Linked DNA regions of Gossypium hirsutum: region 2 is linked to region 1. Evidence: chromatin contacts called from public Hi-C data. All regions are on one chromosome and are shown on one strand. Each heading gives the region's core, a stretch centred on a gene start, on an enhancer-like site or on the middle of the called end of the contact. The rest is flanking DNA. Distances are from core to core; before and after follow the strand shown.

Evidence for each region. Hi-C and Micro-C count contacts between places; a contact is called where the count stands out from the background.
Region 2: a contact with region 1 is called in a Hi-C map of leaf, with 2.0 times the contacts expected there. The contact joins two enhancer-like sites. A contact is called at or near these places in 3 of 34 Hi-C or Micro-C datasets (all in leaf).

The regions. Positions count from the first base shown.
Region 1 is chrD10:10,410,730-10,418,583 of Gossypium_hirsutum_v2.1, reverse strand. LOC107914196 (squamous cell carcinoma antigen recognized by T-cells 3) reads right to left here. Exons shown (of 15, transcript XM_016843010.2): 14 at 6,204-6,470; 15 at 4,706-5,089. The coding sequence ends at 6,205. Among protein-coding and RNA genes, the nearest start is that of LOC107914196, 16 kb to the right of the region's middle. Within about 2 kb of position 3,558, at least 3 of the 9 cell types and tissues checked have an H3K27ac peak or open chromatin away from gene starts, as enhancers often do. A contact at or near this core is called in leaf, where this site is marked.
Region 2 is chrD10:10,543,361-10,551,214 of Gossypium_hirsutum_v2.1, reverse strand. No RefSeq gene overlaps it. Among protein-coding and RNA genes, the nearest start is that of LOC121222386, 22 kb to the right of the region's middle. Within about 2 kb of position 4,369, at least 2 of the 9 cell types and tissues checked have an H3K27ac peak or open chromatin away from gene starts, as enhancers often do. A contact at or near this core is called in leaf, where this site is marked.

The sequences.
Region 1 (7,854 bases), core at 2,309-4,808:
TTCTTTTGAACTTATTTGATTTGGTCTGTATAAGTGAGATGATGATACTTATTTGTTGATATTGTTACTGTGGATGTTGTGGAATTACTGAATTGATTTGGAACTATGATGATATTGTGTTATGGTATATGTTTACTTTGATGCACTTTACTGTATTTGCTACTTAGATATAATTTAGTATTTTGATTGTTAGTGTGAATTCTAGACACGTCATTAATAGTTCAAAATTACTATATCATGTTCTAAGTTAAGGTAAGTAGAGCAAGGTTGTGCTGAGTGGGAGGTTTTGTTGACTGTGGTAATTCGCTTCCCATGTTGTTTGATTTTGTTCATCAAATTGCCAATGGAGGAGATTGTTAAGGTAAAATAAGCGGAGAGTTTCCGAGTGGCACTCGACAGTGCCAATTGTAGACTACCACTAAGGTGATTAAAAACTTGACTTATTTAATTTGACAATTTAATGAAAAAAACCTTTGTACCTAGTTAATAATTAATGTTTAATGCTTAAACTTTTAATATTTATTTGTGATTAATTGGGTGATGGGAAAAGTAGGGGTTAAAATTGGCCTCCCACAGGGGATCATGCAAGTTGATGTTCCTTATTCTTAAAACTACATATAAAAATGTTCCTTAAGCTTCAAATGTTGGGAAATGTCATTTCTTCTACTGTTAGGATTCGGACCAACCATCAATCATTCTACCTTACCTCATCTTCCACTCATTGCTATTTAAATGCTTTTCTTCAGCCACATCTTTTTATTATTATTATAGCACCTAGCTTTAATTAGTTTCCTTCTACTTTTATACATGTTGAAATATAAAATAATTAAGTAAAATCAGTACTGAACATGCATGTGTCTCTAGAATTACCTAGTACAACATGTTTCTTTTGGTTTCATGAAAGTAGAGTAAATAATAGCAGATTAAGACGAAGGGTTTGCTTCACATGCAGTTCATGTTCATGGCTTTATGGACCACAGTAACATCAATTTGGTGGACAAATTTCTGCAATTTTTTAGTCCAAGCAAAGAGCCACCACTGTCAAAAAAAAAAAAAAAGGCTGAAACATATCATATGCAATTTTATTATGACCAACCCTAAGTCTAACAAGATATTTCCCACCATTTCTGTTTTTAGAGTTTGAAAACTTGTTCCGTTACACAGAATGTCTCATTTAAATAATATTTGGTCTGGTTCTTTTAATTTTATTGGATAATTTAAATACGTTAGAGTTAATTAGTAATATATCAAACTCCTAAATTTCATTGTTAATTCTAACACTTTTTGGGTTAAATGATGACAAACTTTAAATTTAATATTATGGAGGAGAGAGATGTGTGTAAGAGAAGGTGTGGTTTGAGAAAGTGGACCCAGCCTGGCTTAGGCTAGTATGATTTTGGGGGCTTGCCGAAAAGAGTAGGTTGTCATGGCTTTTAATATTTGTCTGGACTTGGAGTTAAGACTTAAAGGCCACATTAGCATGAGATTCAAAGCTGCACTGCCAATGAAGTTTATTAACCTTTCCTTTTACACTATCCATCTCTTTCTTCTCTGCCCACTATATTATGTACCACCAAACCAGACATCGTACCTCCCCACTCTCATCTACTTTTAAACCAGTTTTTGTTTATATTAACTTCACTTCACAACCCTTTTTCTTTTATCCTAAAAATGGCTCATATTCTTATTTCCACATAAACTATCAAATATATTTTTTATTAGTACTTGGTTTCTCTTTTTTTTTTTTTAAATATCAAATCTCTTTATCTCGAATATAATTTATATCAAGATTAAAACTTTAGGATCTTTTAAGTGTTTAAGTTTGGATCTCACCTATGGAAACTATGTGTAGAGAAATTAGTTTGAGTTGAGTTAATTATTTAGTTTAATGGTCAAAATGATTGATTCTGATATAATATAAAAATATTATCTTAATGGGTAGGATTTTGATTTTTCAAATATATTTTTGATTGGAGAGCCAAGGATGATAATGATGGATGATTAGGATTAGGAAGGGGAAAAGGGGAATTTGCAATCAGTATTGAAGACGCGGCATGATGTAGGAAGAAGGAAAAAAAGGGAAACATAGAAAGAGAGGTATGGGGTCACATGAAAAAAAATTAAATTTTGACTAACTCTATTTTGACACCCAAATTTACATCTTTTTAAAAATGTGACATTGTTTGAAAATTAAAAAAATGTATATTTATTAAGTTTTAAGTGATATGGATGGAAATGCATGAATGATGATTAAAGAGCAGAGAGAAATGAAGCAGCATTAATATGTAAAAGTAGAAGACGCATGAACCCAAGTCATTCAATTCGTTTAATTGTGGGTCAAACAATTTGGTGAGTTCTAGGGCTCATTTTTTTCATATCTATTGTATCTAATTTAATTTTAATGTAATTGCATATGGTAAAAGATTAAATGATTTGAAGGAAATTGATGATGTTAAATTTGGTATGATAGTATCTATTTAAAAGATATGGCAAGAGTTTGGTTTTTTTCCTAAAGACAAGGCAATGCAAGAAGTGATTCATATCCAATTTTAATGATGGAGTTAGTTTGGTTTAATTGTTAAGGTCACCATGACATTACATTGGAGTCTTATTATTATTTAGAATTGGTCCACAAATTCTATTAACTTTATAACATAAAAAAGAATGTTCATCAGAAGGTGTCGCTTTTATTATTATTTTATTTTTATACAAGGCATTGTGAAGTTGTTTTTATTCCAGAATAATAGACAATAACCTTTCAATGTGTGTTTGAACTACTACTCAAGATGCTTCTAGATCTTTTATTCATGTCGGGTTTAGGTCAACTCTAAACTTCCCATTTTATTATTTTAAAAATTAGATTAATATTTATATATTTCATGGGGCCTACCCAACATGTGGGATTATTATTTGTAGGTAACCAAATTTTAAATATATTGATAGAAAAGTGTAAATATGATATTAGTGTTTTATTTTATAGAAATGAAAGTGGTTTTGTTCTTAATTTTTACATAAGGTACCTTCTTCATTTTTAACACATTTCAAATTAATAGTTTTCCTGATTTCAATATTTTAATTTTTTTATTACCATAATCATAATTTAATTTTAAATCTTTTCATTTATTTTGATATTAAATTAAGTTCCTTTTAAATTATTTTAAACTAATTCAAAATCATAACTATTTCTTTTATTTTTATTAAATAATACTTTATAATTAAAATGATAAAATGTTAAAAAAACATTTTTTTATATTAGGACATATTTTAAATAGTAAATCATGCTTAATTTAGAATTCAATAATAATGCCTTTTTGCTATATTAAAATAATAATTTCATTTTAAAGCATTGTAAATATTTTATTTTTTAAAATAAAATTTAATTAAATAAATTTTTATACCAACATATATTTGTTATACCTATATCACGTACCCCTACATCTATTCCTAAACTATGCTATGCGTGTCCAGTGAATCAAACTAAGCCAACAAACTATGCAATCAACAAACCTTCCACCTTTTACCACAAGTAAACATGAGCCCAAAAAATCCTCATGCCATTTCATATCTTTGCTAAGCATGCATGATACACGCGTAGGTATTCGAAGTCATTAATTACCCAACTGCCCTCAGACATTATATTCTAAGACGTCACTGAAAGAGAATTAAATATGATCTCATTGTCAACAATATCTAAACAGATAGGCAACCTTATCTCGCAGTATAAAAACCCACAACAAAAACTGAAGAAAGCCAAGTCCCCTTTCCATATCAAATACTTCTTTCCAAACTTTCTCACCAAAGATCGACCCCCTTTCTAGTGGCTTTCCACCCCCACAAAGGTGAACCATCATACAATCCATCTCTTCCTCTCCTTATTGAACTCACTAGTTAACAATATTAAATAATTAAAAGTAAGACTTATTATCAATGACACTAAAGTGAAGCTAACTACTTTAAAAAAGATTCTCCCCTGAGTTTGTTTTGAATGGGGCCATAGGAATTAAAAAGAGGCAAGAAGGAGATGAGGAATAAAGGAGCCTAGCCTAGGTTAAAATTGATTATATGCCCCAGTCCAACTCGGTTCAAGCTCTACTGAATATGTCAGTTTGGTTCCCACTTCAATTTGTTTACATCGTAGAATATTTTAAAACCCTAAAAGAATGTATTGTACTAAGTGGTCCGAATTTGAATGAGAACATAATCAACAATAAAGGAGCCTAAACCTATGCTACCATTAATTGGGAAATTTGAGCCACACCTTTACTCCAATTCTTATTTTGGAACTCTATTGTGGACACTTCTTTTATTATTACTACTACATTTAGTTGCTTTTTAATTTTTTTTTTGTTTTGTTTACTTAAATTGGTTGTAAAATATAATTTTGTTGGTTTTTATTTTATTTTATTTTGTAATTTGTAAACGGAATGATTTGGGTTGAATTTTGGTGTTTATGATTAGGCACATAAAAGTGCTAATGAGTTGAGATTAAGTATGAATATTAAGGTCCATAAGTTTATATTCCACTTCACAAAATCTATAGGAGTCCAAAGACGAAAGGAGAAACAAAAAAATATTACTACGATGTAAACAAAGAGTTCAAAAATAAGTATTACATAGTTTTTAAAAGCATTTTTTTGGAAAAAAAAAAAGAGAATAAATTCTTCGTTTTTAAATTCCGTTGACCAAAAGATATTAAAGCTGCATAAATTATTTGCATTGTACTCACTATTATCAACCAAGAAAAAAATATGTAATGAGCATAGTATAATAATTCCATATTGATCCAAACTAATCTATATTGATAGCGATTCATCCTTCCCGAACACGGCATACAACTCATACAACTCATTCTGCGCTCTCAAAGTTTGCTTATTCTCCCATTTTTCCTTACCATGACAAGTATTTTGAGTCAACCTAAACACTCTAATATCCTTTTTCAAACCTACTCCCATTTTGAGTCAAAATCAAAAGATGGATAAATAGATGCATCTCATCAAGGCTTTTGTAGTGACTAAGGGAGTCAAGACCAAGAAGTGAATTATTTATCAGCCAAGCATTCCTCTTACGGCTAGATTCAATCTCCTAGTCTCTGCAAGAAAAAGAATTTCATGTTCTTTTGAGAAGGAAGGATTGGGTGATTGCAATTTTCTCCGGCAAATAAAACTTTTGCACATTTTCATGAACAAGATCCATATAGACACATAGATTCATGAATCCCTACATCATAATTGAAAGAGTCAATAGAAAAAAGAAAGAAATGAAATTGATCAATATATCTCTCGAAACAAATGAAAGGGAAATGAAAACTGAAACATAAACCAAAGATCAACCAAGCTATCTCGGAGACTTGCAATCACCAAATGTTCAAAAATTCCTCTATTCAATCCTTTTCCTTCTTGTTGCTGAATATCTTGCATCTTTTCTTTGTTTCCCAAGCCTATAGTTCCATCATACATTACAATCAATCAACTAAACTTATTTAAAAGAATAATCAAACTAAATTCACTAATCCCAATCAATTTGATGAAATCAGTTTGATTTAATTCAACTTAATCGGTTACCCTTGCTTATACATGACAATATGAAGCACGTACCATCATAAAATTGCTTGTTTGCATCAATAGTATTTTCACGTTACAAGCCGTTACAAACTAGACTCAAAAGACCTTAAGTTTTATATATATTAATTTTACCCTAGTTTTTATCAAATTGAACTCAAATCCCAAATCTCAAATTATTTCAGATTTAAATCACTTCAAATTCAGATCCTTTCAGCATCTTAATTTTTTAAATAAGTTCAGATCAAATTGAAGGGTCTCAAATCAGAACCAACGGCTTTTCAAGTTGAATCTCATTTTCCCACCACTTTGGAGCATTTATGGTTGTAAATTAAAAGAGAATAAATAGAAAATAACCATTTCTAAACCTGTAATCCCACAAGGTTTGGAAATTAAATCTCTAAATCCAAAGATTAAACAGAGAGAGTGGAGCATTACCTACACGCAAAACATGGGTCATTAAACCTAACGGTAATGGTAAAAGTAAAACTGTTGCCAACCTATTAGTGTGAAAAAGAAAAAAAGGAAATTGATAAAGCAATGGTTAGCACTTAGCAGTTCACCCTAAATGCATTACCCAAAACCACAACTAATTTATCACCAAAATTGGATTTTGCTACTAAGGATAATATTTTGAGAACGTACCTCAGCTTTTCATAAACATTTTTCTGAATTCATCATTCGATTTTGGCTTCTCATCTTCCTCTTTCTTGGTTCCTGGCTTGTTAGTAGTCCACCCAAGTGGTTTAACATTTCTAGGCACCGCAAACGTATTTTTCCCCTTCAGTTGAATGCTCTCAAAATGCTTACGAGAATGTGGTACCTGGGGAGCTACGCTTGAACCCTTTGAGATTTCAACAGATTCTTTAGATGCAGAACTCCCTTCAATTCCACTCTGATTGCTATCATGTTCTGCAATTTCAGTTTAGACACATAAGAGACTAACCAAGCAAAGCTATGATGTAACAAGGATAAAGCAAATGGCACAAACGCATACACATATTATATGTCATGATAAAAGCAAAGGGAGAGAAATTAAATGCAACTGTAATAAACAAAACCTGAAAATCACCTTGATAAAAATGCAGAAACTATCTGCATAATCTACACATTGCAAAGCAATGGGACTTAATAACACAGCTCCAATACATGCAAAATATTCAGACATACCTTTTCCACACCGGAATAATTGGAAGTGCAGGGTAGGAGTGTAATTAAGCTGAGTCGACCTCAAGCTGTGAGAAGCTCGAGCACTACTCAACTCAAGCTTGATTGAGTTCCACTTTTAAAGCAAGCTCAACTCAAAATAAAGATCAAACTGTTAAAAGCTCACTCACTTAGGTTCAATTACCTAGTAAAAGATAAAGCTTTGATTCCCATGCTCAATTTTAGACTCAATTATTTTTACTCAAGTTCGAGTTCGGGTTGGCATGGAAATTTTTCAATAATAATATATAAATAAAAATATACATTAAAAATAAAAAGCTTGATTAGGCTCGCAAGTTATTACAATCAAGCATTAAGATTCTCAAATTTGACTCTCTCAATAACTCAAGCTTGACTTGACAATCCAAATTCAAGAATTTTCCAAGTTGAAACCGAGTAGCTTGTAAGTACATGCATCTCATTTACGGCCCTAGTAGAGTTTAAAATGTATGCAAATTAATTCTGAGGACAAAACAACCTCTGAATTTATCAAAAGGGTAGAACTATCCCTAACTGCCGAAATTGAAAAATCCTTCAATTTAACTACTTAGAAAGGAGTGCCTAGATATGCCTAGAAAATGTTTAAACTGTGGAACTACAAGGAATTAAAAAATAAAAATGATAGAAAGGTACTTTTAGATATCCATCCCGTGATACTTATGCAAAACCAAAAATGCTAATGGAGAGATCAACCAAAGAGTTTATTCTGTTACTTCGTTGTACTCAGTGGGGCTTATATTTGGTACTTTTAGTTTATGTGAATATTGGCTTTTTTTCTTATTGTTCTCTTATATTGTATTTAATATTTCTTGTTTTCCTCAAGAATGCAGAGTTGAAGTTTGTTGTTGTAGGAATATTCTGTAAATATTTTAGGAATATTTTGTAGATATTCTTTTTATTAAAATCCCTTATTTTAAGGGATCATATCTCCTATTTAGTATCTTTCCTAACTTAGAGTTTCCTAAAGTAGTGTCATAGGTTGTATATAAAAACTCTGATTTATGTTCTATTTAATACATAATACTCTGATTTCTACATGGTATCAGCTTAGGTTACGATTTCTTTTTCAACCTAGACCATGTCCGAAACT
Region 2 (7,854 bases), core at 3,120-5,619, 130 kb before region 1:
GTAAGGACTATTCTGCAGTTTTTCCTTTTTCCCGATTATCAATAACTTGATCTGATCTTTGATCTATATGATAGTTAAATTCAAATTATCAATTCCAATTACATTATAACACTCCAATATATGTATATGAAATTTTAATTTTATTTTACACTATTTTCTTAAACTTTTACATTTTATTCAATTAAGTCCTTAAAATCAAGACTATCATATCTTTCACACGTGGACTTCATTTTTCATTCTGGTTTCAATTATATCCTTTTACAACCCTATAAACTCTAAATTTACATAAATTTCATGTCAATTTCATTAATTTCTCATTTTAGTTCCTAAATGTAAAACTAACAAAAATCACTTAACAAATATTCCTTAAACAATTCCAATCCTACAAATCTATCATTTACCATTCAAAAAGCTTAAAAACCATTAATGGTAACTTTTAAAATCTTTAACAGTTTTAAAAATGGAGGTACGATTTAGCTAAATCAAGTTACAACAATCTCAAAAACATAAAATTTACTAAAAACAGGATTGAAAAAGCTCACCATGCAAGAACCTTAAGCTTGGCCAAATGTAAGCCTACAAAAATGGCTTCCTTGGTGCTTTTAGTTTCGGTTTGAGAAAGAAAGAAATGAAAATGGATGATGATGACACTTATTTGTTTTACTTTAATTATAATTTTTAGTTTATAATTTTTTAATATAAATTACAATTTTACCAAGCCACAACCATCCATTTATCTTCAAAAGTGGATAATTACCACTTAAACACTTACAATAATTATCATCTACCCTTTTAGGGAATATAATTCAATAGAATTCAACTTTTACGATTTAGTCTTTTTTCCTTAATTAACTATTTAAACACCAAAACTTTCAGACCAAACCTCAATTCACCTATATAATAGCTTTGAAATATTTAATGGAAATATTTAAGAGCTCGACTTACAAAAATAAAGTCTCAATACCTTATTTTCCAAAACCACTGACTTTCGATACTAACCACTTGTATTGTGTCTAACTGACCAATTAACAATTTTATCGAATCAGGATTCACTATCTTATTATATTTAACTCATAAATATTAAATAGTTATATTTATGAACTCACTCGTCGGAATTGTGGTCCTAAAACCACTATTTTCAGCACCCCTGAAAAACGGGCTGTTACAGTTCTAGTAGAAAAATGGTGCACCTACAGGTGCAATACTAACTACCTTGGTTTAGCTTTATTTTCTATTAATGCAAGACAATTGGGGAGAGTTTTTATCCAAGGGTCTTTGAGACTTTATAGTGGATGGATGATTCCGCTTCAAAGGCCTTCTAGACTTGAAGAATGAGTTTTATCTCTTTTTTGTTGGTGTAATCAAATTATAAAAGCTTTTATCCAATGTTCTTCAAGACTTAATACTAGATAGTTGCTTCCGCTTAAAGGGCCTTTTAGTCTTCATCTTGAAAATGGATTTAGCATTTTTTTCTGTCGAATAAGATCAAAGAACAATTTCCTTTAAAACTGAAGCAACATTTAAAAAAAATTTGATTTCCTCAAAGATTTTTTTTAGAATTTTTAGAAAGCTTTTGTCTTCAAAATCTTCTCTTCAGGCTTCGATGTATAAACTTCCAAACTCCTAAAGTTGTTAAGTTATGTTGAATGGTTTGGAGGTAATCTCCTTCTAGTTAAGTAAATAGACTTCTTGTGGAATATATTTTCTTCATTTGTGTGATCTACAAGGATTAAAATCTTTTATTTATTATTTATCTCATATTAATTTAAATTAATTAGAAATAAAATAATCCTTAAAGAATATATTGAATTTCTAAAATAACTCTAAAATGATTTAAATAAGAGATAAATAACAATGATACATGATGAACTTTGATTTGTCCAAAACTCTTCTTCAATTCCCCATCAAAACTTGGTCACTTAAATTGTTTTTGTTGATAAGAAGTGGGCAAGTATTGAAACTTTAGTTACTTCTGCTGCCAAAATTTTTTCCATCTTTAAAGGATGCCATCAAGATTTTTTTTCTTTGGACTAAACTTAGCAATGAAACTAGGTTGTGTATGCACCATTTTTTTCTTGAAGGACCAAATAATGATGTCGTTCAATATTTTTTTTGGATGAGTGGTTTAATCTTGTGCTTAAGAGTGATAAATAGTTTAAGATCATGCTTAGGAGTCTCATTTTACAATTATGGGTTGATCAATACCTTTATTACTAGCTAAAATTTTGCACCATTGTGAATTTCTTACTAATGAGGTTATAGATTTTTGGTAGTTGACATTTTTGGTTCCATGATGTGAGCTTGGATGGCTAATTCTTTAAAATATTTTCGCTTGATGCCTTGGAGAATATAGGACAAGCCCGATTCATGCCTTGTATGCAAATGTAAATGTTAAAAGACTCTGGCAAAGTGTTCTTACAACTCAAACTTAAGTTCCTCTAATAGTGAATGTAATCGATGATTGGCTCATCCTTTCATTAGCGTGAATGTGTGATTTTAATTGTGTTGACTTTGTGGTGAGTGTTATAGAATCGATTGAGAAATTCTCGCTTAAATTATTCTTAGATATTAATCATCCAAGGCATAAGATCAGATTACTTATCAAAGGCAGTTCATTTTAATGATTAAATAAATTACTTTACCATGAGATCTCCATCATTTTGATGTTGTTGCAAGTTCCCACAAAGTGAGCAACATATAGATGTGGATTTCCATCAACCTGTTGGTATTTTAGAGGTTGATAATTTTCAAGCATCCCCAATCGATCAAAATCCTTTGAGCATATGGCTTTGCAAATGTGTATAAATGTGGAGAAACACTTTTGACTTGATCCTTGATTAGATTCCTTAATAAGCTCTTTGAGCTGACATAAAGAAACGTTTTGAAGTCCTTTTTTAATAGTCTTGGTAGAAATTTGACCAACTTTTTAAAGAATTTGTTAATGAGTTTCACTTGCATGTGATTGGTTGCATCTACTTAAGCTTTTGATTTGTGCCTCGTGAAAACAAGTTGATAATCCTTTCTTTTAACTTGATGCAATGAATTCCACAACTTCTATACAATGAAAAAATTGCTAGTTGTCATCGTAGATTGCTAGTTGTCATCGCAGCCATAATGTCCAACTTTGATAATGAGCATCTGTGAACTTTGATGAGTTTGGTTTTTGAAGAAAATAAATGAATGACAGAGATGATCTCATTAGGTGTGCAAAAAATTTGTATACAAAAAATTTTAGGCAAAAAAAGACTGGAAAATTGGAACAAATAAAAGATTTTTATTTATAGAATTTGACTTAGAACCTCTTGATATATCTTTTGACTCTTCTTTTTAATGAAGTTTCGATCTAAGGATTGTCTAGACTCGATTTTGAATGGATGTGGTCACTAAGACTCGTCAAAACTTGATCTTGAATACAAATATGGAAAGTTGCTTACTTGAGAATTGATTCAAGTGTTTTCAAGACTTGATCTTGGACCAATGAAGTTCGTTTGAAAGGTTATAAAAACTTGATCTTGAATAACAAGTTATATTTTTATTTTATTTTTTTGTGTTGATTCAATGGGATTGAGAAAGCTTTATCCAAGGGTATTTGAGACTTGATCTTAGATGGAGATTTCTACTTTAAGGGCCTTTTAGGGTCTAATATTGAAAAACATATTTAACCTACTTTCTGTTGATACAACCGAATTGAGGTGAGCATTTATCCAATGATCATAAAGACTTGATCTTGGATGAAAGATTCTACTTAAAGAACGAATTTAGCTCTCTCTTTTTCGTCGATTGAACAAGATTAGAAAGTAGTTTTCTTCAGAATTGATGTGGCATTTTTAAGTTTTTTTTTTCTTTCGAATATTTTTACTTCTTTAGAGATTCCTTCCTTGAGATTTTGGAGAAAGTTATCAAATTTTGAATTTCTAAACTTATGAACTTGAATGTCTGGGAAGGTAATCCCTTTTATAGTAATCAAATAAAAGAGATTTCTTATAAAATATAACATTCTCATTTACTAATTTACAAAGGTTAAACTATCATTAAAAAAATCATGATTAAAATTTTATATTTTTTATTTATCTCATTGATTAAAAAAACAACCATTAAAATATACAATATTTTTTATAAAAGTATTTAATTCATTAAATTATCTTTTATTAATTAATTAAATTTAATAATTGATTGCTGATGGTATGAAGCATACAAAGGTTAGAGGATGATAGATATATTGTCTGCAAAACTGAAGCTCAGTGGTAATTGATTAAATTAAATAATTAAATAAAAAATGAAGAATAAGTTTGTTGGACCATATACTAATTAAGCTAAATTGGCCCAATGACACAAATAGTTGCAACATGGACCCGTATGCAAAACTTTCTTGGATGATTTTTAATATTATTAAATTCTATACAGAAAGCCCACTTAACTTATTAAATTTGGTTTTCAGGGACTCAACAGTAATGATCCAAATTTCATTCTATGTCTAAACTTCCAACCATTTTTCTGGGTTTGAATAAAAAATAGCTTTACTCATTGAGTTTCCCACATGTTTGATTGGTGAGAAAATGAGCATGGTTGATGAGAAAAATTAAATACAATTTTTAAAAATTAATATAAAATTATTTTTAATATTTTTAAAATTATTTGATAATTGTTAGAATTAAAATTAAAATAACAAATTTTGTAAACATTGAGTTCTAAATTTGTTGAATTTTTTGGATTTAAGATCAAATTGATAGAATGTGTAAACATTTGATGGCTAAATTTGTTAGACTGTTGTTACTAAGTTAACGAGTATAATATTTACTTTCGAAAATTAAATAAAAAATTAATAATTTAGTGACGAAAATAAAACCAACTGAATAGTTAAATAACTATTTTTGTATATTTATATTTATAACAAAATAAAAATTTCATTAGAAGAATGGATATAACAAATTAAAATAAAGAAAAACAAATCTTTAAAGTAAAATTAAAACATAGTAATCGTTAATAAGGAATCTTGGAGTGTCGGATAAGATTAACTGTTTTAGAAAAGTAAGATGGAGAATTTCAAAGTGAGAACTAAGTTAATCTTCTCTTTAAATTTTTTTTAAAATTTTAAATTAACTTTCTAAATATGATAAAAATTTGATTTAATTTTTTAAAAATTATAAAAATATAGACTATCAAAATGGTGAAATTATATTTTTACTATCATAAAAATTAAAATTTAATTTCGGTCCCCTTAAAAAACTTTTCTAACTTCTCCTTGTATGAAATGACTAGTGTTACAAGTTAACTTGACACCAATTCAATTGCGAAGTTACGAAAATACCATTATTTTAAAGGATAATTAATATTATTAAAAAGATCATAATTTTATATAATTTTAAATAAAATAACTAAAAAACATTATTTAAGAATCAAATACAAGACTAATAAATTATATAAAAATCTCTTATCATTTCACCAAGTATATTTATAAATATATTTTTAATATAAAATATTTTCGTGTATTATAAAATTTAGAACGAATATTGTATTTCCAAAATTTGACGCTAAGCATTTTCTCAAAAAAAAAAAGTTATGTTGAAAGACCACAATATTATTCAAAAGGGTTCATGGTATAAAGACCTAACTTTAGCTAATAAATATTTTATTTTATATTTCAAAATAATTATAATTATTTATGGTCTAAGGTTTAAATTAAAAATGCTATTAGAACATTTTAAAAATATTTATAATGTTTTAATGATGTCTTTTAATTATTAAAAATTATACCACTTAATTATTAATAAAGAATTGTGATTGAATCTCAAGTTGTGACTTATTAGTTAGATGTTCACTTAGCCTAACTTAGATTCGAATCATTGTTATATTAAAAAAAAAGGTTGTATTTTACTAATTGAGCCAAGCCTTATGGTTTAAAAAATTAATTTATCACCCCAAAAACACCCTAATTTTTTTTCCAAATCGTTTGCTTCTTTTTGTTTTTGCTTAGCAGCAGTGTTAGCGTCCAAGCTAGCTACCGTCCCCCTTTTTCTCCTATCCACCAACCCTCTTTTTCTTTCTTCTTCTCATTCACTCCATGCATTTTCTTTCTTTTCAGTTTACGGATCGATTTTGTGGGTATATTTGTTGTCTTCACAAGTTGTGGTGGACAGATGATAGTACCTATCATCATTGAAGCACCACCAACCATCGACAATTTCTTTTAGAAAGTGAGTAGCTCTTCGTTGACTTCTTAATCTGTTTCTGTTTTGAGAGTTTCAAAATAATAAATTATTTCATGAGCCGGTTTGGACTCATGTTATCTTAAGTTTTATATGCTTTTTTGTTTGTTTTTCAATTGTTTTTTAAGCTTGCTTATGCATGTAGTCTTGCTTTTGCGAGTAATTTTAGGGTTGGTTTTGTCGTCGTCCCCTCTAGTTTGGTGGATGCTCAGTTCTTTTGTCAATTTATGTCAGTCGCATTTGACCATCTGGGGTTGATTTCCTTATTGTATTAAGTGATTGCAATCACTTGTGATATGTTGTGTTTGAGTTGTGACAGAGCCAATTGTCAATGTGCCATAATGTTTTATTGATGTTGAAGTTAAAGCTTTTGTTGTGTTGATGGAGCTTGTCCTTTAGCGCGTACAACGGGTGTTTGTTATTCTCCCCCCCCCCAAATTGTATGGTCTTATTCACTGGAGGAATTAATGAATTTCTCATAAAAAAAAGTTGTGACTATTCATGAAGATATTTATTGAATAATTATGTTTATCGCAAGAGACTTGACTATCCAAAACAAACATTTACTAGATAGTTCTATTCGTATAAAGAGACATAAGAACTATAAATAAGAGTCAACTTTCATTTGGAATGTACATAAAAGAAATTCAGAAATACAACCTCTCCTTCTATCTTCCTACTAATCATAGATTGTTTATAACAAATTACCATAAAGTTTTTTTTATTTTATAGAAGTTGACATTCATATTGTATCTTAGTGAACTTTTGTCTATCAGTACAAAATGTAAATAGTTATTGGAATTAATTGTATCTTTAAAGTTCATTTATGGGAAAAATATATATGTTACTTTAACTCTTAACTTTGATGAGAATTTATGGGCAGACACATATTCATAAGAGATAATATTTAATGTGGTTAATTTAGGGTTTGATCTGTTTTAAAATATAAAAAAGATAAAAATCATTCCACTAAACTCGTAATTTATATGGTTGAGCCCCTTTTAACCTATGCCCAAAATATAAACAGGATAAGGATCACTCCACCAAACTTGTAATTTTGCATGGATAAAGCTACAAATGTGAATCACCACAAGATACAACTTTTGCAGGAATAAAATTACAAACTCTCCTCTCGTAAATCTCTATTTATAGGACTTATTACTTAATCATCAAGAAATTTTATTCATTAACATTCTTCACTTATTACCAATATCAAATTTAATATTAACAATTTGGGTCAATATCTTATCTCTATATATATATATAAACATTTTTCATGATTTTGTTTTTGATGTATCCCCAAAAGTAATGTAAAAACCTCAAAGAGAAGAAATCTATGATACCTCAAAGTCTTGAACAATGCATATATTATGTAGCATTGAAATTAGAATAATGGAGATTAAATGGTCAAAGAGGATAAAAGCCAAAAGTTAAGCTAAAATATATGTATGATTCAAAGCACCAAAGCATATTATAGAAAAAGGATTGGATTCAGAAAGTCAAAAAGTATATGTTAGAGAAATAGGTTGGTAGTTGGGCACTCCTTGGGAGGCTTCATTATTTCCACTTACCTTCTTTCGGTCCCCTTGTTTATAATTATGTTACAATTTAGGTAATGTAAATGGAAAGAAATTTCCCACAACCTCAG